Regions from separate parts of the Danio rerio genome. Here region 2 is linked to region 1. Evidence: chromatin contacts called from public HiChIP or PLAC-seq data. All regions are on one chromosome and are shown on one strand. The core of a region is the stretch at or near the end of the contact, and the rest is flanking DNA. Distances in the headings are between cores, read along the strand shown.

What was found. HiChIP or PLAC-seq counts read pairs in DNA pulled down with a chosen protein or histone mark.
Region 2: a contact with region 1 is called in an H3K4me3 HiChIP or PLAC-seq map of embryo, with 5 times the contacts expected there. The contact joins the promoter of ston2 here to the promoter of tdp1 in region 1. A contact is called at or near these places in 1 of 18 Hi-C or Micro-C datasets (hematopoietic stem cells) and 1 of 4 datasets of contacts at active chromatin or transcription factors (embryo).

Annotation. Positions count from the first base shown.
Region 1 is chr17:17,680,748-17,686,091 of GRCz12tu, reverse strand. It overlaps tdp1 (tyrosyl-DNA phosphodiesterase 1), which reads left to right and starts at 1,624. Exons shown (of 16, transcript XM_695082.9): 1 at 1,624-1,822; 2 at 2,951-3,540; 3 at 4,341-4,384; 4 at 4,478-4,533; 5 at 4,632-4,728; 6 at 4,959-4,993. The coding sequence starts at 2,961. efcab11 (EF-hand calcium binding domain 11) reads right to left here and starts at 519. Exons shown (of 6, transcript NM_001017812.1): 1 at 353-519. The coding sequence starts at 424. trnak-uuu (transfer RNA lysine (anticodon UUU)) reads left to right here; the gene lies at 1.
Region 2 is chr17:18,014,201-18,019,576 of GRCz12tu, reverse strand. ston2 (stonin 2) reads right to left here and starts at 1,650. Exons shown (of 7, transcript NM_001033743.1): 1 at 1,612-1,650.

The DNA of each region.
Region 1 (5,344 bases), core at 375-2,874:
GAAACATTTTTCCAAATTCCTAGAAGAAAACAATTGTTTCTGGCTATAAGTGCAGCTTCTCACTTTAGAAGTTTTGTTTATGTTACTTCAATCCACATAACGTAATATCTAACGTTAAATGCAGGTAATTGAGTAACGCAACCTTGATTCACTAAATTGTACAGCAGTAACATGTTCAGTTGTTTAATTTTATCTATACGTCTAAATGAAACGTTTAATTGTCCAACCAACTACATTGTCCACGTTAAATATATGTAACGTTTATCTCAGCATTCACGCTTTCATTCGACTGGTGATTTCACATCAATCGTTTTGAGATCGTTCATCAGCATCAATCAGAACCAAATCTTACCAACTCAATTTTTTTCCTCTCGGCATCGTTTATTTGTCTCTCATTCCTAAAGCTTCTTCCTGTTGTTAACATTTGTATATTTGAACTAACTAGATATCAATACGTGAAGGCTTCTGGAAAGTTGTAGATGTTCGCATAGAAACAGTATGGATGGGAGGGATTGGTTTACTGTTCAATGTTGTTCAGTCTGAGCACCCAGTACGAGAGGCAATGATTGGACGCGTATAAACCTCCAAATTTCAAACTAAAAGTCTTGTGTAAAATTATAGGCATTTTTATCTCACCCAAAATGGTCACGATCTATAAAATATAAAAATAAATAATACACAATGAGACACAATAATAAGAATCAAGAAATAAAAATATATGTTTCAATAACATACTGTCATACTGTTCTTGTGTTAACATGTAGAAGTACAACAGTCTGATTTTATTTTTATTTTTGTATGTTAGTTTGCTTGGTTGCTTCTTTGTTTGTTTGTTTGCTTTCTTGCTTGCTTGCTTGCTTTACTGTTTTAGCTTCACTATAATTCATTAAATGTGTCATCCAAACATTTTTTTACATAAAATTTTACCATATTATTTTGATAAAAACGTATAGACATGTCTTTGTTTTAATTTCCTTCATTAATTTCTTGTAGATGTTTGAATTAGGCATTATTGATGTTGAAATAGGTTATGCCTGTAAAAAAGCTCCTAGCACATGTTAAGTTATTTATAAAATTGATGATAAAAAAATAACTTTAAAAATTTCAACATTTCATTATGTAATAATTCATTTTAATGTTTGGCTACTTTTTTATGTAGGATGTAAACCGCAAACAATTTTTAAAAATAAAATTAATTAATTAATAAATACGCAAATAAATAAATATATAAATAAATAAATAAATAAATAAATAAATAAATAAATACACAAATTCCTGCATAAATAAAACAATAAATAAACAAACAAACAAATAAATAATAAATAAATTAATAGTGTGATAATATATATATATATATATGTGTGTGTGTGTGTGTGTGTGTGTGTGTGTGTGTGTGTGTGTGTGTGTGTGTGTTTGTGTGTGTGTGTGTGAATTATTGTTTTATTTATGCAGGAATTTGTGAATTTATTAATTAATTTGTTTTGCATATTTATTTATTTATTTGTTGTTTTTGCAGTTTTCGTCCTCCATACCTTTTATGTCCCTGGTAAATATTGAAAAAAAATGTTTCAAATTCGATTATCTTGAAGACTTTTATTTTGAATAATAGTGTGGCATGTCTCTGCTGTTTCCACATGTATAATGTAGAGAGCGTGTGCATGCTGAATCAAAACAAAACTGTTGTGCTGTTATTTAAGCTTCAAAAGGACAGGCGTCCATCAAGGGTTTAGTTAAAGCTGTATATATGCAGCCTTTAGATTTATTTAGAGTACAATTGTTTGCTTCCTCCTGTTTACAGTACATTTCATCTTCCCGCCTCTTTGTAAGTTTACTCATTTACACACATTTTCCTTACACTGATATGGTTACGTCTGGTTTCCTTAATCGCTACAACGCAAGCATTTACCCTTTGTGCAAGTATCTGTGACAATGTTGTTTTTTATGCATTTTGTCTATTATGGTGCAAAGTCAGGCAATAAGTCACTGCAGTTTAAATTATTGTTAACAGATTGCGGTAAAATGATTTTATATTTGTACATTTTGTCTTCCTAATAATATAAATTCAGAAAGGTATTCTTTGCAATTTCTAAGTATTAAAATCATTATATTAGCAGCCACTCACAACTCAAAGTACAACATTGTTCACAGTCATCTGGGGGGACATTGTATCAAAAACGTACATTGTCTTTTCTTGAAATAAATACGGTGAATAAAAGCATTTAATTTGGTTCTAAGATTTTTGTTCTTTATCAAAACAGTTTACAAATGTACAAACACTGCTCATATCCTCAGCATATTTTAACCTACAGCTTTAATAGTTTTGTTATGCTAAAACTGTTATTTAAGAAAAAAGTCAGAAATAGCAAGTTTAAGTTGTTATCATTCGCATCAATTGATTAAAAAATGAAATATAAATTCAAATAAATACTACAAATATATAATATAAAAAAGTGTACAACTCAAGTGTCTCCGTGTTTCTGTCAGTCCTGTCACATTTGCATCAAATTGAACATAGCCTTAAACGTGTAATGCATCATTTGAAGGAGAAGCTGACACTAATCACGGATGCGTTCTATCATTGAATTGTATGATTTTACGCTTTTTTAGTATGATTTTTCAAGGCAAACAAACTTAAAGGTCAGGCCTTTAGTAGATTGTCCCATTGCTAATGTTGTTTTGAAGTCATATTTAGATGCCATTTCAGACCAAATATTCAAAGCAGCGTGATAAACAATATAGGGGCTGTCACAAGTTGTCACTGAACAAATGTGCGAATATTAAGCCAACTTTACCTCAATTGTATACAGTTATAAAAGTAAATAATAAATATAGCTGCAAGCAGCAATTAAGGGGCCAAACAATCCTGAGGCAGAATAAGCAAAGCAGTCCAGAGGCAGAATAATAATAATAATAGTAATAATAGTATTCTTGAACTCTTTGTAATCCACAGCTGAACAAAAATGTCCCAAGACAGTCAACATGGCAAGTGGAGCATATCAGATAGTGAAGACGAGGACATTATTCCTCCAACACCTCAGAAGGATTCAGTTAAACCAATTGTGAAACCAGATTCGCAAAGCAAACCTGAAGAGACCCCCACATTCCTCAAGCAGGAGCCCAGACTGAGTCCAAAACGCAATGAGAATTCTGTGAAAACAGCATCCGCTCCCTCCATGGGATCCGAAGCCAGAAAATCAGCACATGTGAATCAAGCCAATCCTGTAAAATATGAACGCAATGCTTCCCCTGCTGTAAAAAGGAAGAGAGAAACTGAGGAAGGGGGCTGGAACCTCTCCAGCAGTGATGATGAAACTCCTGCTCCAAGAAATGAACCCCAAAAGGTAAATATAAGTCCAAAAAGGAAGAAGAAGACTGAAGACAAGCGTCCTCCAAGCCCTCACGGCACTAGTTATTATAAAGAAGAGCCAGCTGATTTCTTTGAGACCAACTTAATGCCTACAAATGACATTTATCGTTTTTATTTAAACAAAGTCACTGGGATACCGAAAAAGTACAACACTGGAGCACTGCATATCAAAGGTATTTCAAGAGTTTTACATTCACCATTTTTTATTTTAAAAAACATATTTGACCAGTTTGGGCAATATGACAAAAATCTCATATCATCAAATAAGTCATCTCATGTCCTGATAATGATATGCATCACAATGTTTTAATTTTTGTAAATTCAATCAATTAATAGTATGTTTACCACATGTAAAGTATTTATTTAGAAATTGACTCTTTCAAATGTGATTGTATTTGTCTCTTTATTTAAAAATACAGGGCAAGTGTGTTTGATTAAAAATGTAGAAATATACAATTTATGTTAATATAGAAACTAACGATTCCAAGTCCAACATGAAATATTGTGCTTGTATTAATTATGAAAAAGTATTTTTATTGTAAACAATGTATTTAATACCGGAAAAATAAACAATAGAACATAGGAAATGATAGACTTTTTATTTTGTCCATAGGAGATATATATTGTTGTTTTTGTTTTTTTATCTAAACTTGAACTTATCTGGATATTCGACAAACTACAGTAGTCAACATTTAAAGTGAATCAAAAACATTTTTCATAATTATCCTAAGACAAGAACGAGTTGTGTTCAATAGATTTTGCACAACTTTAATGAAAGGTGATGATCCACTTCAAATGTTGACGACTGTATATATAGCATCTATAATTTTCAAGTGTGACATTTTTTTCAAGCTCCAAAAAGTGTAGTGACTGACAGTTAATGGGTTAAATATAAAAAGGTGAGTAAAGTTCTGATAAGGTGTTACTTAATCCTAATAATTTTCCTTTTGTCTTTTTCTCCATCTATAATTAGAGATACTTTCTCCAATGTTTGGAACATTGAAAGAGTCTGTACAGGTATTTTTTTTAAATAGATGAAGTGTAAGAATTTGCACTACTAACCACAAACAACATTTGTAATGCTCATTTTTAATACTTTTTTTTATTTAGTTTAATTACTGCTTTGACATCCCATGGATGGTGGAGCAGTATCCGCCAGAATTTAGGTAGGATGAAATCTTTTAAATGTTCTTGCAGTGTTTGATGTGGATTGAAAATATTTTAAACACATTTAAATGATTACTTATTCTTCTTTGTTCTTTAGAAACAAACCAGTCGTACTCGTTCATGGAGAAAAGAGAGAGTCCAAGGCTTGCTTAATTGAGCAAGCCAAACCATACCCACATATTAGTTTTTGCCAGGTATTGTCAATTTATCGTTCTGTTGACTTGCAATAGGCTTTTTATTCCACTAGAGGGAGGCATTCAACTTTATGGAAAATTGAGATCCTATAAACTTTGTGTTCAGTTACTGTGTAACGTGTGCATAAAATTTTAACATAAGTGTAAAAACAAAAATTGTAACTACACATCATGTGAAAAAAAAAACACTAAATGCTTGTTGAATTCAACTCTTATGTTTTATGTTTTAGGCCAAACTGGACATTGCATTTGGCACACATCATACGTGAGTGATTTATATTTCTTGATAATTGTAGAGATACTGTGCATGAAAGAAATGACTGAAGACTTAAGTGCTAATATAAAATTCTGTATAGTCTAATTAAAAGGATAATACCCCCCCCCCCCCCCAAAAAAAAATTCTGCCATCTTTTACTAACCCTTGTTTTAAACCAATTTGATTTTTGTTTATTTAAATGCAAAAGAAGATATTTTGAAAAATGTTGGAAACCTGTAACCATTGATTTCCATATTTGTTTTTTCTACTAAGGATATCTATGGTTACATATTTAGGTTACATGGAAGTATAATAACTGTGAGAAAAATGTCTACTTTATTGTTTCATATAACGTTTGTG
Region 2 (5,376 bases), core at 401-2,900, 330 kb before region 1:
ACATTAATGCAAAATGGGTATTTTAGAATTTCTGGCGGCATATTTTGACTTTTTATATTATTGAGCTTATTTTACCTGGCAACCCTGCCCTTAATCCACAGCACTGGCAAATTATAATTTTCTATGCATTATTCCTCAACATAAAATGGCATATTTATTAAAAGTTGATCAATAAGTAAATTTTTAGTTTTAAAAGTAGCGTTTAGAAGCCTGTCGAATCTCAACAAGGATATGAATGTTTCAGGTTGTTTTAACTGTACAAGCCCAGTTCTAGCTATGAGTCAGCAAGACAAAAGTTTCTGACATGCCATGTTATTCATACATTTATTCAAAACAAAAACACTGCAACCACCACCACCTCCACATGCTTTCACAGCAGTTTCAGTTTCACCGATCCCTGAGGAGCTGAACATTTTCCATGGTAACCAGTTGCTGCCAAAGTACCATAGCTATTCAACAACTAAAATATGTTACTAAAGTACATTTGCATACCAAGCACTGATTTGTTTGATTTAATGTCAGATTTGCTTTTGAAAGCATCTGATTGGATACAAATTTGTGCAATGCAGCATGAGTCATCATCCTTTTAAGATTTATATATTCACTACTGAAATTAAGAAAACATACAAAACATTTATAATACTTCTGATTGCATTACTTTAAGACAATCCCATAACCCATTAAACACTTGGTTAAAAAATTTTATCGAAAGGTCTTCAATATAACTGGTGAACCCTTCAAAATTCTGAATTTGGGTAAAAAAATAAAATGTGTTGTCAAACATCAAAAGAGTAAAGGTGCACTTTTCTGTACCGCAGTTAGAATGCACCATTTTAATTTAATTCATTTAGATATATAGCCAAAAATAAGGAATATTGTACAATAATTTCAAACTAAAACATGATTTAGTACAACAATAAGTTATTTTACTAAACATTAAATGTATATAATAAAAAAAGTATGTGAATATACAGAGACATTTTATATAACATTGATCCAAATCAAAATGCCACAACAATAGATAAACATGCTATATTTAATCATAACATACTGCAGAGCTGAACAACAAAGTACAGGTCTTGTATATATTTTTATTTATAAAATTATAAATTATCAACAGCAGAAAGCACTAAATTGGTAATAATAATATCTCAATATCTCAATAAATATATCTCAAAAGAACTGTACAGATATGATCTTTTCCTTTCATTATCAACTCAATCTGTGCTGATCACAACAACAAACTGCTGTGATATGCTATTTAATGAGTGAGACGAGCTTCAATTACACACATAAACAACTAGAAAGCTATTCTTATTACATCCACTTCACATCCAAACATATTGCATCTCTGTGTTCTGACATCTGATAACTTTTTGCCACGTACTACACATATCCTGCTAGCAATGTAAACAAAGCACACGCGCTTCCGACAACCTGTTGTTGCAACATTGTGAGACATAGTTTCATGGTAACTTATATAACTTATATTATTTAACAATGAATATGTATCCCTCGAAATATGTCACAATTCTTAACCGAATTAAGTCAGAGATAGTGTAAAAAACACAGCGACCAGACAAAAAGAAGTGTATGGGAATATTTACATACCGATATCGTGTTGTTGAGCCTAAGCAGATTGTAGCTCTCACTCGCTCCCGGTGAATCTGCTACAATGCCACACCTTATTCGCAGCTGATTGGACGGTTGTAACAGCGCTGTTCGATGCTCCACCTTAAAATCCATACGATTGGACTGTTAAAGCAGCGCTGATTCAAATAACCAATCAGGAGTGAGCTAGGTGAAACATCTCAGAAAGTTTTTCTCAAACATAATCACGAGGGGAGTAAAAATGGATTTCATAAATGATGAATATTATATTATATTATATTATATTATATTATATTATATTATATTATATTATATTATATTATATTATATTATATTATATTATATTATATTATATTATATTATAACACAAAATCATTAAAAGATGCTGATAAAATCTCACATTAAATCAAGTTTAATTTTGTAAAATTATTGAGTAAAGAATCATCAAAGTTACTGGTAAACACTACTCCATATTTTATTTTGAATTGTTAGTGTGTTATTTTGAAACGATTTCAGTGAGTATTTTTGTTTCTGGGCATTCTTTAAAAGACTGAACACGGTCATAGATTTACATTTGTTAATGTATTTACGTCTAATCAGCACACGTTTTTCCGTCTGCTGGATGTAAATTATTGTTTTGGGGTGTATGTGTGTCTTAGCATATCAGTTTTGGCTATGCACTCTATCTAGTAGCTTGTATATTTCTCTTTTAACATCATTATTCGTAGGAAGGTATTTTATCATTGCTACATATTACATACATTAACTGTAATCGAATTACCTGTTTTTATGTTTTATTTAATTTTTATGCATTTCTGAATTATGTAAATTGCAAAACGTAAGTGTCTCCAATAGGGGGCGACAAAGTTCTTATAACGCCTTATGTTGCAATGAACTCTAAGAGATTGATTTTGGGAAATAATATGATATAAAAAGCGTTAATCAGATAAATATAGTCCTGTTGTGTTTTTTTATGTATAACAAGAAGCAGGCCAGTGCATATATATCTTCCAAAAGCCTCCAGATTTCATTTTTCCTGAGGACTGAAACCTTACTTTCAATCCACAGGTAGGTCTATCAAACTGTATGATCACCAAGACCTCAGACAGCTGTGTGTTGGTTACAGGCTCTTTGAACCCATTCCTGTCTATCAACCTGTCATGCTTTGAAAAAAGCCAGGGACCTTTTCCTGGGAACCCAAGAGAACGAAAAAGTAAAAAAAAAAAAAAAAAAGTGTAAACAAAAACAACTTTCAAGCCACCACATCCGTCAGTGAAAGAAAAGCTTTATTTTTAGCATTAGCAGCGGGGTGATTTCTGGCGCTCTGTACGTGAAATGGCAGAGACCCCTGCTGAGCTCTCGGAGTCCTTAATGAAACCTCTCAGTCTCTCTCTCACACACACACACACACACACTCTCGGCTGTCTGTGCCCGCGCGCGTTTGTGAGTGTGTGAGCGAGTTGCATAACTACTAGTGACGCCTGTGCCTTTCTCACTGTTGCCAGGGAGGACGGGCATCTGCCCTCCCGTAGAGCAGTCATCACGTCATTACTGTAGTCAAACATCTGAGCCCTCGAGTAAAACTGTGCTGACGAAGATGTTTGTCTTCAGAGATTACAGATTACAGATCCAGATGGAAAAACTGCTCAGAGGTGCTGAGGGACTACAGTCGTTGGTTCAGATATTAACTTTTCTATTAGAAGAAATAATTTAGATGCAAATGAATAATGCTGAAAAAGAAAATGAAGTAGGTCTACTAAAAAACAGAATGAATATATAGAAATAGAACTGACCTTCATGTCTATGCCCTGCAGGCACAAGATGTCAGATTGACCTTGTACCCCAACGTCATGGGACATTAGCCCTTTTCACACAGTGATACCAGTAAATATTCTGAAAATTTCTGGAACAACTTTACCTGTAAATAAAAAAAGCGCTGTTCACACAGGCAAGGACGTTATGGAATTTTCCCAGAAAAGATCATTCACACATCCTTTCCAAAATACCGCTAAATTCTGACATCATTAACCAAAAATGCTCTAAACGGCTGCGCTTGTATTGTAAACATTTGACTACATTATAAACTCTGTGGATCGATAAGTATTGTAAATAGCTTCAATAAAAAAACAGAGAACCACTTTCGCATGTTGAGATGTACATAATATGTATGTGTGCTGGCGCTCACTCCTTCACGGGCACACGCGACGCATCAAGCAACTAAGGGAAGCAGAGCTTGAAGGTAAACGAACAACGGCTTATCATAGGCATCTTATCGATAATTATTTACAAAGTTGACATTAAGAAGGAACATATAAATGTTATCTGACTATTATCCAGCAGCTAAATGTGTTTGGAAAAATATTCAAAGGCTTTTCTTTTTATAAATTGCGCGGACGTGAATGCGTCTGACTGTTCTAATTGGCTAAAGTAAACATCTCACTTCAGCATATTCTAGATGTGCAAGCGCTCTTTCCGGCAATCTTCCCTCTGCGTTCACACAGCGCAGCATTCCAGCAAATTACCGGTAATGTTACAACTTCTTTTTACAACATAGAACGATTTTACTGGTATTTTCAAAATGGGCCTGTTCACACATTAAGACCTTTCCGGAAAATTGCCGGTAATTTTCCGGAAAGGTCTGTATGTGTGAAAGGGGCTATTGTCTTTTGTTTGTAAATGAAAATTGGGTTGACGTCAGAATCCAATGTCAGATCGATGTCAATGTCCAATGTTGGATAGACGTTGCATTTTGGTTACTTTCCAACACAACCTAAAATATCAACGTCTAATGATGTTACAGCTAGACGTTGTGTGGACGTTACTACTATGAAGTCTAGAACTTGAATTTTGGTTGCAATACCTGACAAATAAATGCCTGTCCACTTGTTAAGTCATGACATATTAGTGATGTATGGAATACTGTTTACGGGTCCAAGCCACTACTCATTTGAATTAGGAAAATATTCGTTTATGACCACATTTTAGTCGTATCACACATTAAAGTGAATTTTATAAAGTCGTGGTGTACACAACAGTCTCTTGACTTACTGCATCACAGACACCAAAATTTTAACAATTTATAAAATTGAATTCCTTTCTGGCCATCTGATATTAGGCATGGACATATTGTGATTACGATTTTGGAAAGTATTTCATCGCTTTGTAAACATTTATTATTACTATTTGATGAGTCTCCCCATAAAGTTTAATAGAGAGCTTGGACCTGAAAGTCGCTTTTCGTGACGTCACACTTAACAAGCTAATTACTATTGAAATCGGTGTCTATAGATTCCATCTTTGCCAAATCCAAAGATTGTGCCAGGATTACAAAATGCTATGGTTTTTCCATTCGTCCTAAACTTGATTATTTTTCAACAGATGATCAGACAATATGCCGCACAGAAATGAATCAGATAGCACGCTAACCTGCTAACCAGATGTCATTCTTTCTTTGGCTTTTTAAATAATTTTTTTTATAGCTGTTTACAGACAAGATCTTGAATACAAGCGGCCGAAATGAGTTTCCTTCGAAAAGTAGCAGGGCGCACTCTTATGGATAGGGTGAGGAGCTCTGATACCAGGGAAAAGCTCGGAGTAGAGCCGAGAGGAGATTCGGGAGTAGGTCCACCGGGAGGAAGCCTCAGGGAAAACCCAGGACACGCTGGAGGGACTATGTGGAGGGACATGCCTCGGGATCTCTCGGAGGAAGTGTATGGGGAGAGGGAAGTCTGGGGTTCTCTCCTAAGACTGCTGCCCCCGCAACAC